2 separate regions of the Sus scrofa genome follow, and region 1 is linked to region 2. Evidence: chromatin contacts called from public promoter capture Hi-C data. All regions are on one chromosome and are shown on one strand. Each heading gives the region's core, a stretch centred on a gene start, on an enhancer-like site or on the middle of the called end of the contact. The rest is flanking DNA. Distances are from core to core; before and after follow the strand shown.

Region 1 (7,267 bases), core at 3,220-5,719, 310 kb after region 2:
AAAAACCATATGAAGAAAATTGTCTATTCACTTGGGAAGAAATTATAGAAAACCTGCACCACACTGAAAAAAAAGAGATGGTTTAAAAAGTTATATATAAAGAAGTATTAGTAGAAAGTACTGAATATTTTCATAGTCTTTGGATGAGATAACCTCTTCTTCCTGAGCAAATCGTAAGTTGTAGAACCCATAAGAAAATTTGACAAATTTAAATCTATAAAAATATCAAAACTCTTGTGTGATCCAAATACATCAGAAACAAACTAAAAGATATTTGGGAGATATAATGGCAACATAATTAATGGACAAATAATATGTAAATCACTTCCACAAATCAATAAGGAAAAAGTCAAAATGGGTAAAGGGATAGGAAAAGGAAATTCACAAAAGAACTTTTGATGACAAACATTAGCCTCACCAATATTTGCATCAGAGCACTGCAAACTCAAATGAAAATGAGGCTTCCCCCCCCATTAAACTGGCAAAAATCTAAAAAAATTGTTAATATACTTTGTTGATGAAGATGAGGGAAAATTGGTACTCTCAAATACTACTGATGTGAAGGGCAATTTGATAGAAACTATCAGAATTTAAAATATGAATACTAACATTTCTACTTTTCAGATCCTGCTCAAATACTACATTCAGTAGAAATTTCTAATGTTTTGATGCTAGATGTGGTTGGTCATTGTTCTCAGCTTAAATGTAGCCTTTTCCTTAGTGGCGAAGTAGAAAATAAAAATACTACTCTGTTAGGATTCTGAGAAGGAGCTGTTAGATTCAGGCTAAAAAAATTAGTAATAACAATAATCATAATAACGATAATAAATTTTTACAGATGAGGCACTGTAGCAAATACTTTATCTGGACAAACTCTTCTTTTAATTGTCATTATCATTTGGTAAGGAAACAGAGATACAAACAAAGGGACATCCAGACAAGGTCACAGGTTGGTAAATGGTGAGATTGATGTCCTCTCTTAACCACTGGGCTGTACAGCCATGGCAGGACCTCCTAACATCATTTACATCATTTTGTCTGGACCTGTAGCTGTCCAGCAGCTGTAGCATCATCTGTAAGTGAGAAACGTAGAAAGGCAGAAACTAAGCACCACCCAGGTTCGCAGAATTAGAAGCTAGGTTTTAACAAGATCCCCCAGTGACCCTTTGCACATTAATATTTGAGAAGCTCTGGTCTAAAAGCATGTTACTTAACTCTCTCTGAGCATCCTTTTCCTCATCTATCAAGTGGTGATGATGATCTTTGCCACAAAAGGCTATTGTGGGGTTTTTTGTTGTTGTTGTTGTTGTTGTTGTTGTTTTGCTTTTTAGGGCCACACCCGAGGCATTATGTAGGTTCCCAGGCTGGGGGTCAAATCGGAGCTATAGCTGCTAGTCTACACCACGGTTCACGGCAACACTGGATCCTTAACCAACTGAGCAAGGCCAGGGATCAAACCCACAACTTCATGGTTCCTCGTCGGATTCATTTATGCTGCACCGTGACGGGAACTCCCATATTGTGGGGATTTTTTAATCCATTCCTCCATTCATTCAGCAAATATTTTGCACACACCCTATGCCAAGCACTGGGTTACTGTGGGGAACAAAAACAGACCAAAAAAATAATAATTTCCAGCCCTCTAGTAGCTTACCTTCTAGTGGAGGCAAGTAATAAAGAAGTGAAACATACATTCCAAGATGGGGAAGGCTTCAGAGAAAAGCAAAGGAGGCGAGGGGATAGAGTGGAGAAGGTTGTGGTTTTCTGTAGAGCTGTCAGGGCAGGTCTTGCTGAGGGGGGGATTCAAGCTGTCTCAGGAGTTGGTAAGATGATCTTTGCTCATAAGGCCTTGCCACGTCTGTGTTTCCTGAGAATCCTTTTCCTTGATTTTAGCCCTCCCTGGTTTCTCTCCTGTAAAAACCCATCCCCATGCTGCCCTGATCGGCAGGGATACCAGGAATCTCTGTGTGTGTGTCCTCCTTGGCACTCACCGTGGGGGAGCTCTCTGCCACAAAGTGAATCACTTCTTTCCCTGGCCACAGCGTTGACAGTAACACCAATTTTTGAAGCTGGCTGGTTGTTACGGCACATTTTGAGTGAGGAACATCTGGCTTTTATGACTTAGTTAGGCTTGCAGGGTAATTGCAACAAGAAATCTCCCTGCAGCAGGCTTGCCGGAGGCCAAGACTTAACTTCTATATAACCAGCCTTGCCACTTGAAAGCAACCCAGCAGGTAACTTGAAGCAAAATTGGACAATTTCCCCCACCTTTGTTTTTTCCCAATATGTACTCCTTTCCCTCTTGGTAAACGAATATGCTTCTTTTTCTTCCCTCCTTCATCTCAGTTTCTTCTGTAGAACTTGAGGGCTCACCCTAAACCAATCAACTTCATCTTGGTCGGAAAGTTCCTGCTACCAAGAATTTAAGTTTAGACACCCGCGCCAGGATGCCAAGTCCTTGGGTGATAGTCATTCTTTTCCCTGACCTCCTGTAACTTAAATAGTGTCATGTAAAGTTAACTGTTAATAACACTGTTTATGTTATATGATAAGGGGCTAAGGGAGGAAATGGGGGGAAAAAAAAGAAACCTTCTCCAGCAGGAGCAGGTAGCTTTTCAGCTACCTGGGTGGGTTGGGGGAGTTTAATGATTCAACCCTCTGCCTTTGGACAGAATACAGTTGAGACAGCTCCCCAGTACAACAGACCCATGTTCCAGCAAGTTCTCCTGGTGAAGCCATTCTGATATCCCTTGAACCCCATTTCTTATGACTGTCTTTAGTTCATTGTGTTCTAAGTTCCCGACCTTTGCTGGGCTAAAGTGGAAAACCATTGCCGAGCTCCTCTGTGGAGAAGCTGGACTGTGCCTTTGGGTTTGTCCCACTTTTCTTCCCCCCACAGGTCACAGTTCCGTTAGTTCTCTTTTTCCCATCTTGACTCATCCTCTTGGCTCTCTCTGTATTCTTCAAATCAATAAAAATTCAAAACCGAGCCGCAAATACTATGCCCCTTTATCCAGTCTCTCCTTGTTACAAATGGTTATGACGCTGGTGGGGAAGAGCTGGTTTACCATTTGAAAATGTGCTTTTACGCCTAATGATTTCCCTGAGTAGCCCTCAGAGGCACCCTGAGGTTCTCTGCAAAAAGATAACAGGGAGATTTTAATGGCCAAAACCATGAGGACCAAGACCCTGCATGACTTCCCCCTCACCTTTCCAGGCCATATTCTGCAAAGTCCTCTGCCCCTAACCTCACCCCGACCCTGTCTTCCAGCCACTCTGGACCAGAGGCTGCTGACACCCCTCCCCCCATGCACTTCCGTGGGCCTCATGACCTTGCTAATGCTTCTCCCTTCCCTCTGGCTGTGGAAAGCCCCCTCATTCCTCAAGACCCAGGTCACTCATCCTCTCTTCCATCAGCCTACCCAGATGTCTTCCCTGATAGCTCTGCCTTAGGGCCTTTGCACCTCTCTGTCCTGAGAACACACTTCCTCAAATCTTTGTGGGGCTGGCTCCCTCTCAATGCATGTCTGAGCCCAAAGTTCACCTTTCTGGGAAGGTCTTCCCTGACCTCCTCTGGAAAAGTTGCAAACCCCCAATCAACTTTCATTTCCCTGTGTGCTGTTTTCTTCATACCACTCACCACTGTCTGAAATTAGTATTTCTGATTGGCCATCTTCTTCCCCAAGATTAAAAGCCTCTTGATAGTCAAGATCATGGCCACCTTGTTTTCTGTGTATCCCCAGTGTTTGGTGCCTGGATCGTAGGATGTGCTCAGATAAATGATAGTATTGGTTTGTCCCAGTCTGTGTCACCATCACAAATATGTCTCTGTGTGTTAGGATAGGGTGTGTGTCATTAGACACCTACACACCCTGCCGCACATCAAACAAGCACCCCTGTGCCCCCAGGATTGAATTGCAATCCCCAAGTAGGGATGTTTTGACAACTTCCTAAACCCACAACAAAGACTGCTATAATCTCAATGTAGGAAGAAGTAAAAATGTAAAACTGTGAGAAATGAGGGCTTCTAAGAGCAAATTTAAACTCCACACATTTTGGTCAGATATGAAAACGTATTCTCTTCTCTCTCTCTCACATACACACACACACACACACACACACACACACACAACACACCAAGTCTGTTGATTTCAGCGATGGCCTCAAACCATTTTTTTTCTTTTTTCTTCTTTCTGCACCTGTCTAAATGTGAGCTGAATAGTCAGATTCCTGAAATGGTCAGGATTAGGTTGAATTTAATTTTTTTTTTCTCAACAGAAGTCAAACCTTAAAAGAGGGGAGATGGCTGGTGAAATTCTAGAATGAGAGTTACGTTCCTGGGCTCTTGGGTCAGTGTTAGTTTGGGTTGGAGGGAGGAAGCGTGTGTGTTCCTGGGCACAGCTTACGCTCTCCTGCAGCCTCTGGGAGGTGGGGAACGCCTGCCGCCTGGGCTGCGCGTGCAGGGAGTGGTGCAGAGGCTGACCTTCAGCCCATGTGGACGGAGCGAATGAATCCCGCAACAGGGCGTCTCCTGGCTGACTGAGGGCACTGCCGTATCAGGGTCATGGGTTCATGCATGTGGCTGGTGTGACATCTGGGAGCATTAAGGCTTCGTGGATACCGAGGTGCACATTCTCTGTCTGGCACGAATTGGCCTTGAAAGTTGGTGATTATGCCATTTACTTCCCTTCATTTTTTTTTTTTTTCCATTCCTTAAAAGCCACATAGCCCGAGACATTGCAAGGGTGATGGGTTGTTACCAAAGTCGACAACAGGAAATCTCAATGAGGATAAACAGACCACATCGGTCATTGCTGAGAGGCACATGGTTCTCTTTGAACCTACCAGGGACTAATTGTGAGTGGGTTGGAAGCATGAAAACAGGAAAACTCCTTTCTGTTAGACACACCAAGTCTCTTCAGAGCAAAAGGAACCTTCTCAACATTGTTAGACACTGAGGAGTAATTATGTCCCCAATTGTCAGGATGGCAAGGCCGCTTACTTCTCCAGAAGAATCTAAATATAGGACCAAGAACATGTTTCAGGCCTCCCATGAAGTCTTGAAGCTTCAGACTCAATGAATACCATCTAGCTTCTCTTTTCACTGCTCCGATGTATGGACCCCCAGAAAAGCAGTGTAAGAGGTTAGACAGGGTGTTTCCGTTTTGGCTCAGAGGTTAATGAACCTGACTAGCATCCATGAGGACATGGGTTCAATCCCTGGCCTCATTCAGTGGGTTAAGGATCCGTTTCAGCCGTGAGCTGTGGTGTAGGTCGCAGACACAGCTCAGATCCTGCGTTGCTGTGGCTGTGACATAGGCTGGCCGCTACAGCTCCCATTGGACCTCTAGCCTGGGAACCTCCATATACCGTAGGTGTGGCCCTAAAAATACAAAAAGACAAAAAAAAAAAAAAAAAAAAGCTTAGACAGATGCTCATACCTGAAACATAGCATCCAGAAAATAAATGTTATTTTGGCAAAAGAGTAATAGTAAAGTGATGCTTCTAATAAATGCAAGATAACTCAGTGAGTCCACAGGCCAGCTGCTTTATCCTCTAGATGGGTATGAACTTGGTTCTATACCATAAGGTGGGGTTAAGAGCTAGAACCGGAGCTTAAATAAACCAGTACAATTCCAGGGACTGTGTTATGTCCCACATGGGGGCTACTGGCTCATTTATTATCCAAATCATCAGACCCTTCCGCTTCCAAAATGCTTCATTATCTGCGGAAGGAAAATATTTTTGGCATGCACGTCAAGTGCTCAGATAACATACTTCTGTCTCCCTTTTTCACTAAAGAGAGTCTAACCACATCTGGAAATTCTTTGGTGTCACTGCCTCTCTGAAACTACATCCCATCTGTATCACTTTAACTCCAGTAAGAGGCCATGCCCGGGCTGCATGGGGTGGGGGTGGGGGGGGCGCTTGTCTTTCTCTGATTGAATGTAAATGAATTGTTTTCCAGGGCAGCCTGGTGGTGGCCTGAACTCTTGACTTTTCAGCATGTTGGCCTGTCACACCCAGAGGAAAAGGGTGTGGGGGATGGGGAGGAACGCCGTTGTTTCAGCCAAACTCGAGCGCTGGTGGGGAAAAAAAGCACTGCCTTTTATCCTAAGAAGTGACAATCTTTTATGAAATAATGGCGATGCATACAGAGGTCAGAATCGTCCAACAGATCCTGCTCTTTCTTTCCTCTGGAATGTTGACTTGAGGCTTTGTCCCCTTTATTTTCTGTTTCAGTTCTGGTCTCAGTAACACCCTGAACTTTTAGATCAAATACAGCTTCCCACGGTGGTAATGGCCTTAAGGGGAGGGAAAGGTGCTTGGGGAGGCAAGTCTTTTTTCTTTTTGCTTTTTTTTTTTTTTTCCATTTTTTAAAGATTTTTTTGAAGTATAGTTGATTTATGATGCTGTTATAATTTCTGCTGTCCAACAAAGTGAGCAAGTCTTTTACTTAGAAGATAATTTTCAACTAGGAAGCGAGAAGACAGCTAGAGTTGAAGTTAGGATCTTTTCAGTCTTCTTAGGAAAAGCCTCTCCTTTTCTAAAAAGACATTAGGTCATTCTTACATTTCTTGTTCCTCCTGCTTCATCCCAACGCTGCAGGAGGCTGTTGTTTATTGGCTCTTCTGTGCTCTTATTTGCCCATGTCAGTTTGAAAGGAGAACACAGCTCTTCACCTGAGGATGGAGGCCAGGAGGGCCTGTCCCAAACTAGAACTTCATATTCACTCACCTCGTCTTGGGGTGGCCATCAGAATGGTTTTCCTTTTTGTCTCTTTGTATGAACACATCGGAGTCTCTTGCTACGCACAAAGGTAAACATCAGAAAATCAAAACTTGCCAAACTGATAAGCAGGGGGACCCTTTGCATATGGCCAGACAATCCATAGCTCTTGCAAAAGGTCTGCCAAAGAATGCTTTCAGAACTCCTACCTTTAGAGGATGCACGCACACAAAAATTGGCCTCTCAGCCTTTCAAATACATTTGTAACATAGGCATATCCATGAGAAGGACCTACTCAAGCTGGTGATCACTGTTTTTCTACCCTTATATTAAATAGTGTCGTGGCAACTGAAGACATCCAGGGGAATAAGTGGAGACGTTGAGCACCCACCCCTTCTAGGTTATCCTGGGTTTGCATTATTATAGAGCCTTGGAATGAATGGTGATACGTATCCATATTTGTCTTAAGGATTTAGCATTAAAATATTGTCATCTCTCTTGGGTCAATATCAAGAAACAATAGTAAATCGTAGTAATG
Region 2 (6,645 bases), core at 3,034-5,533:
CGTACGTGTATTCTTTTTCATATTCTTTTTTATGGTTTATGAAAGGATATTGAATATTGTTCCCTGTGCTATTCAGTAGAATCTTGTTTATTCATCCTATATGTGATAGCTTGCATTTGCTAATCCCAAACTTCCAATCCAACTCTCCAACCACAAGTCTGTTCTCTATGTCTGTGAGTCTGATTCTCTTTTGTTGCAAGATCATTTGTGTCATGTTTTAGATTGGATGGGGACATCGTGAGGTGTGGGGCATTATTCTGCCAATCACAGGGCAGACGGTGTGTTCGTGTGTCAGAAGCTTTGAAGCTACCGCAGAATGTGTTCACTGTGGGTTAGGAGTATCTGTTCTAGAAACTGTTCATTCTAGATGTTGAAATAGCAAGGAATTCAGTTTGGCTGCAAATAACAAAATTCTCAAAAGGAGTGAGTGGCTCCTGTAAGTTGATGTTTAAGTCTTGAGGAAAGTAGCCCAGGTCAGGTGTGGCAGCTTTAGGATGTGGGAGCCGAGGTCTCTGCAATTCTCCTGGCCTTTACTTCAAGGTAGCTTTCAGGATGGCTCCTGCATCTCCAGCCATGACCTCTGTCTGCGGTTCAAGCAAGAGAAAGAAGGGCACAGGGTAAAATTCTCAGGCCAAGTGAGTTAGCGCCCCTTAAAAAAATCTTCCCAAAGCACCCCCTACCCCAGTTATCTGCCCCCCCACCAATGAAATATGCTTTCATCTCATTGGGACACTAGTAAACATAACTTTATTTATTTTTTTTAAAGTAGGCACATTAATGCTCCAATTCTGGGCTCTGAAAGTAAGGAAAATGGGAAGTTTGGATATCAGGAAGACACTAGTAGTCAATCAGAAATTAGGGTTTTTTTCCCCTAAAAGTAGAACAGATCATTTTCACCCTCTTATAACCACAACTCAGAGAAAGTTAAAAAACTGCTTTAGGAGTTCCCGTCGTGGCGCAGTGGTTAACGAATCCGACTAGGAACCATGAGGTTGCGGGTTCGGTCCCTGGCCTTGCTCAGTGGGTTAAGGATCTGGCGTTGCCGTGAGCTGTGGTGTAGGTTGCAGACACGGCTCGGATCCAGCGTTGCTGTGGCTCTGGCGTAGGCCAATGGCTACAGCTCCGACTGGACCCCTAGCCTGGGAATCTCCATATGCCGCGGGAGCGGCCCAAGAAATAGCAAAAAGACAAAAAACAAACAAACAAAAAAAACTGCTTTAGATCTCCACCAAAGTGCCTCAACCTCTTATTAGACCTGCTTTTCTGCAAGCAGTTCATTCATGCAACAGTGTTTAGGCATCTGCCTACCCCGGGCCTGAGGGATACCAAGATAACTAAGGTACTCTTTTCTCCCTAGTCTTAACAGTCTATGGGAAGGAACAGAGAGTCAGAAAAATAAAACTTCCCACTGTCAGTGTTGAGAGAGATGTGTAAACACTGGTGTGGGAACTCAGAAGGGAAAGGTGCAGAGGAAATGGCACGGAAAGGGTGAGGTGGGAACTGGGCTGGAAGACTAGGATGGACTGGGTTTTGCTAGCTAGATAAAAGGGGTGGGGCATTCTGGGAAGAAAGAACAATATTGAGAAGGCACAGATGGGGGAAAATCTCTCCTGGACATGTTTAGGGAACAGCTAGATGCTGCATGTGGATGCATTGCAGGGTTTGGGGGCAGTGAAACAGGAAAGGTGCACACGATGCTACTGGTCATGGAGACACAGCCACCCCGCCCCTTTGAGTCATACTAAGGAGGTTTGGCCCCAACCGGTAGGAGATGGGAGCCAACAGGAGGCTTTAGCCATTATCCAAATCTCTGTTATAGGTGGAAGAGGTAGACAAGAGTAGAAAAACCACCATAATGTGGGCAAACTTCATAATAATAAAAGAGCCATCATAGTATGAATCTTATGTTTATATCAAAAAACAAAGCCCTAAATTATATGATTAAAAACTGACAGAACTACAATGAGAAACAAACCTACCATCATAGTGGAGATTTTAATACACCTCCTTGAATAAGTCATAGAATATGCCAACAAAATATCCATAGGAATAAATGAGCTTTGAACCACATGATTAACAAACTTGACGCAATTGACACATACAGAACAATACTTCCAACAGCGGTTTTGCATTCTTTACAAGTGCGTGTAAAAAATTCACCAACGTTGACCATATGGTGCGTCCTGAAACACATTTTGACACATTTCAAAGGATTTAAAAAGTACAGAATATGTTCTATGACCATAGTGGAATTAAATCAGGAACAAAAAGATTATTAGAAAATCCCCCACAACTTGGAAATGAAGCACCACCCTTCGAAATACCCCACGGGTCAAAGGGGAACTTAAAATTGCAATTAGAAAATATTTTGGACACATTAGAACTTGTGGGCTATAGCTCAAACAGGACTTAGAGGGAAATTTAGTGTGTTTACACACACATACGTATTACATATTTTAAAACGTATATATCAGAAAAGGATTAGAAAAATAGTAAGGCTAAAAATCGAAGCATCTATCTCAAGGAGCTAGAGAAAAGCATTGCAATTTAAATCCAAACAAAGTAGAAAGAATAATAAAGATCAAAAAATCAATAAATTGTTAAGATTAAAAAGTAAATGCAATACAGAAAAATAACACGAAAGTCAAAAGTGGGTTTTTTGAAAAATTAATAAAATTAACAACTCCTACAAAGACAGACCAAGAAATAAAGACCAAAACCACAAATTACAGGCATGAAAAAGCTGACATCACTGCAAATTCTGCACATATTAAAAAGGTAATGATTATGGTTAAATGGTCAAGGAAAGACATGGGCTTGAATTGAACACTACGCAGTACAGATGAGAATGAATGAATGGATTTGGAAGCTTGAGGAGGTAGAAAAAACAGGACTGGTTAGATTGGGTATGACAAGAAATAGGTGTAACACTTTGTGCTGAGCTCTCTTAGGTGACTGGGCAGCCATGGGGTTCCACTAGTGAGGCTGGGCAGCTGGGACAGAGAAAAAAGCTTGGGGAAATTGGACTAAAACCAACTTTTCCCAATTTAATTTTACTGCTTTTTTTTTTTTTGACTTGCTATTTAGAAAACAAACCGCCCCCCCAAAAAAACCAGAAAATAACAAGTGTTATGAAAATATAGAGAAATGGAAACTCTGCGCTCTTTGTGGGGATGTAAAATGGTGCAGTGACTGTGGAAAGCAGTATGGCAGTCTCAAAAAGTTAAACAACTACCATATGATCCAGGTATTCCACTTCTGGGCGTACACCCTGAAGAACTTGAAGGTATTTATCTGGAACAGGTAACTATACACCTATATTCATAGAAGTATTATTTACAATAGCCCCAAAGTGGAAACAAACCAAGTGTCAATCCACGGATCAATAAAGAAAATATAGTGTGTACATCAATGGAATATTATGTGGTCTTTAAAAGGAAAAGAAATTCTGGGAGTTCGCATTGAGGCTCAACAGAAACAAATCTGATTAGTATTCGTTAGGACGCAGGTTTGATCCCTTGCCTTGCACACTCGGTTAAGGATCTGGACATTGCCCTGAGCTGTGGCTTAGGCCAGTAGATACAGCTCGAATTTAACCCCTAGCCTGGGAACCTCCATATGCCACAGGTGTGGCCCTAAAAAAGATTAAACATAGAAAGAAAGAAAGGAAAAAAGAAAAGATTCTGATGCATGCTACAACAAGGATGGACCTTGAGGGCATTATGCTAAGTGGATTGCCAAGCACAAAAAGACAAATATTGTATGATTCCACCCGTGTGGGGGTACTCTGAGTAGTTGAATTCATACAATTTGTTGCCAAGGGCTAGGGGGAGGGAATAAATGAGGAGTTAATGTTTCATGAATATAGTTACAGTTTTGCAAGGTAATTCCTAGAGATTGGTGTCATGTCTGCACAACAATGTAAATGTACTTAATGCCACCACACTGTCCACTTAAAGATGGCTAAGATGGTAAATTTTACACACACCCCGACCCATCCACCCAAGCGGAGGTTTTGATTCAATAGGACCTGCTGACTGGCATTTCCAAGTTCTCAGGTGCTGCTGGTGGTGCAGGGATCACATGTACGCACCAGCTGCGAGGAAGCCAGGTGATGATCCCGTGAAGATGTCCTCTGCTCGCTCCCACGTGGCTATCATCGTTATTGGCATCAGCTGGCGTTTCTGGAGCGCTTGCGGGCTAAGGGTTATCTCAGAGCTGGGTGAAGAGACAGCGGATGGGCGGGGCTGGAGTATAAACTTCACCCGCCTTCACCGGTTCTCGGTTTGAGTGTGACACCTGGCAGGACTGCAGGGAGGTTTAGAATTGTCTAGGGACCAGGAAGGTGGGGCGACTGGACTTCTCTTCCGCTGCGGGCGGCGGCGGGAGGCTCGTGGCCCGCAGGGGGCGCTGCAGCGCCGTCCCGCCGCCGGCCGCCCAGGCCGCCCACCCCGCGGGCGCGCCTCTCTGCAGTCCAGCGCCGCCCGGGCCGGGACCGGCTCGCTCCGAGCGCTCACACTTCTCCGCCGGACAGAGGACGCCGCCCGCTCCGGGCCGCCCCTGTGCTCGCTTGCAGCGCCCGCTCAGCTCACGGCCCTCGGCCCGGCGCCGCGTCGCGCCCGCGTTCCCCCGCGGAGCTCCGGCCCCCGGGAGCTTCTCCGCCGTCGGCGGACCCTGAGGCCCCGCTGCCGGCACGCTCGGCGCCCTGCTCGCGGGGCACAGGGGAGGGCGGCGGCCGGCTGGGGATGGGCGGCCCGGCGGCGCGGAGGGGCGCCGGGCGGCTCTGCGCGCTGTTCCTGGCGCTGGTGGCCGCGGGGACTCCCGCGGGCGCATACAATCTCGACCCGCAGCGCCCGGTGCGCTTCCAGGGTCCCGCCGGGTCCTTCTTCGGCTACGCGGTGCTGGAACACTTCCACGACAACACGCGCTGGTGAGTGCCCTCCGGCCCCAGCCCGGACCCCGACCCCGGGCAGGCCTCAGACCCTCGGCTGCCGCCACCGCCTTTCCGGCCTCTCCACGCCGCCGTCCCGAGGGGGTGATTTAAATGTCTCTGTTGCGCGCAGCCGGGCTGCCAAGGGAAGGCGGGGAGAAGGGAGGACGCCGGTCCCGGTCCAGCGGACGCCGGAGCGGGCGCCCGAGTCGAGTCGGAGGGGATCGATCGGGCTCCTGCCCGGGTTTGAGAGCCGCCGGGGTTGCCCCCTCGCCTTCCCAACTAGACTTATCTTAACTCTCTGGGTCGTAGAGTAACTTGGTTCCTCCAGCATCCTGACTCCCCGGGCCGGGGAGACAGGACTCCTCGGTTTGGGGAACCCTTGGTGACACCCCATCCACCCCTTCCCGGCTTTGAGCCCCTCCTGCCGGCTGCGCAGGAAGTAGATAGAGTATCCCCGACATGCGAAATGCTAGGGGAGTGGGCTGGGTGTGCACGGAGGAGGCCTAGTGTGTTGTCGCCTATTCTCTTACCAGACCCTCTGTGGAAGCTGAGAGGGTCTGGGAGGCGGGGGGTGGGGGTGGGATGGTCCACGACCTCCCAGTAACTAGGCTCATGGGGCCAGTGGGTGATTTCTGGGGCAGCCTGGTCCTCATCTCACATGGGGCTGCTGACCAGGAGATAAGCGCTCAGTAGCGGTCACCGAGTCCAGTTGCCTCCTGAGTGACCCCCTCAGAATCCCAAGGGGTGGGCGCTCTTCCCATTAAGCACCGTCTGCTAAGGGAAACAGAGCTTGAGTGTCCAGGCCCAGAGGAGATGCCCCAGGGGAGGTTGATCACTCCTTGGACTTTTCTCCTGGACAAGAGTGAATGAAACAGCCATATGAGGCTCACCCCCCTCCTCAAAGCATTAGGGTGTGGAGAGTTCCCCAGTGCGGGTCCAGGTGAAAACTAGTCCTGGGCTGGTTTTATTGTGTGGTCACCACTGTGTGCATCCCTAGGGGTTGTAGGCTTGGAGGGGGAGGTCAGTCGTGTGTGCTCATGATGTAGTTCTGCTTAGAACTGGACAGAGGCTGATGGAAAAGGGAGGGATTGTAGTTTTGAGCCCTGGAGCATTCCTGGAAAAGCAAGGACTCGGTGACCAGCCAGCCCTTTACAATCATGCTGTTTAGGAGAGTTGCCTTCAAGAGAACCAGTTTTTAAAGTTGTTGTGTAGCTCTTTTCTGGTTTCCCATCTCCCTCCCTATCATTTATCCCAGTTGCTGTGTTCAAGGCCAACTGTCTTTTCCTGCACTTGCCAGATCCCCCTTTTAAAGCAAAGCAGGCCTTCACCTTTTCTATATCTCCCAGACTCAGAGTCCACTGTGGACTTTGGATTTGGTAGTGAATGAAGCCTGGGCAGGAGAAGTTAGAGACCACATCTCAGAATCCTAGGCTGGGCTCTGGGACTGTGTGACCTTGGCACAAAACACAAGTGGAGGAAGGCTGTCCAGAATAGAAGGGCCACTCTGGGCAGGGGGCAGTTGGGGAGGGCAGGCAGAGGTGCTGGAGCATGGTGTGGGATCTGCAGCTGCATGGCCTCCTGGGTCTTTGGGCTCTTTACGCTCCTACAGGGAAGAGAGGCATCAGGACCCTATTACCTGGATTTGGATGGGCTACAGGTGAAAGCTGCCCCAGCTCTGAAGAAGCTGGGGGAGTCCAGAGCAGATCTGGCCT

What was found. Promoter capture Hi-C pulls out the DNA fragments that hold promoters and counts their contacts.
Region 1: a contact with region 2 is called in a promoter capture Hi-C map of liver, with 5 times the contacts expected there. The contact joins the enhancer-like site here to the promoter of ITGA9 in region 2. A contact is called at or near these places in 3 of 5 promoter capture datasets (fetal liver, liver and skeletal muscle), 9 of 47 Hi-C or Micro-C datasets (embryonic fibroblasts, epiblast stem cells, fetal skeletal muscle and 6 more) and 1 of 2 datasets of contacts at active chromatin or transcription factors (skeletal muscle).

The regions. Positions count from the first base shown.
Region 1 is chr13:22,602,807-22,610,073 of Sscrofa11.1, forward strand. All of the region lies in intron 23 of ITGA9 (integrin alpha-9), which reads left to right. Among named protein-coding and RNA genes, the nearest start is that of CTDSPL, 100 kb to the right of the region's middle. Within about 2 kb of position 4,470, at least 7 of the 83 cell types and tissues checked have an H3K27ac peak or open chromatin away from gene starts, as enhancers often do. A contact at or near this core is called in fetal liver and liver, where this site is marked.
Region 2 is chr13:22,294,214-22,300,858 of Sscrofa11.1, forward strand. ITGA9 (integrin alpha-9) reads left to right here and starts at 4,284. Exons shown (of 28, transcript XM_021071658.1): 1 at 4,284-4,930. The coding sequence starts at 4,746.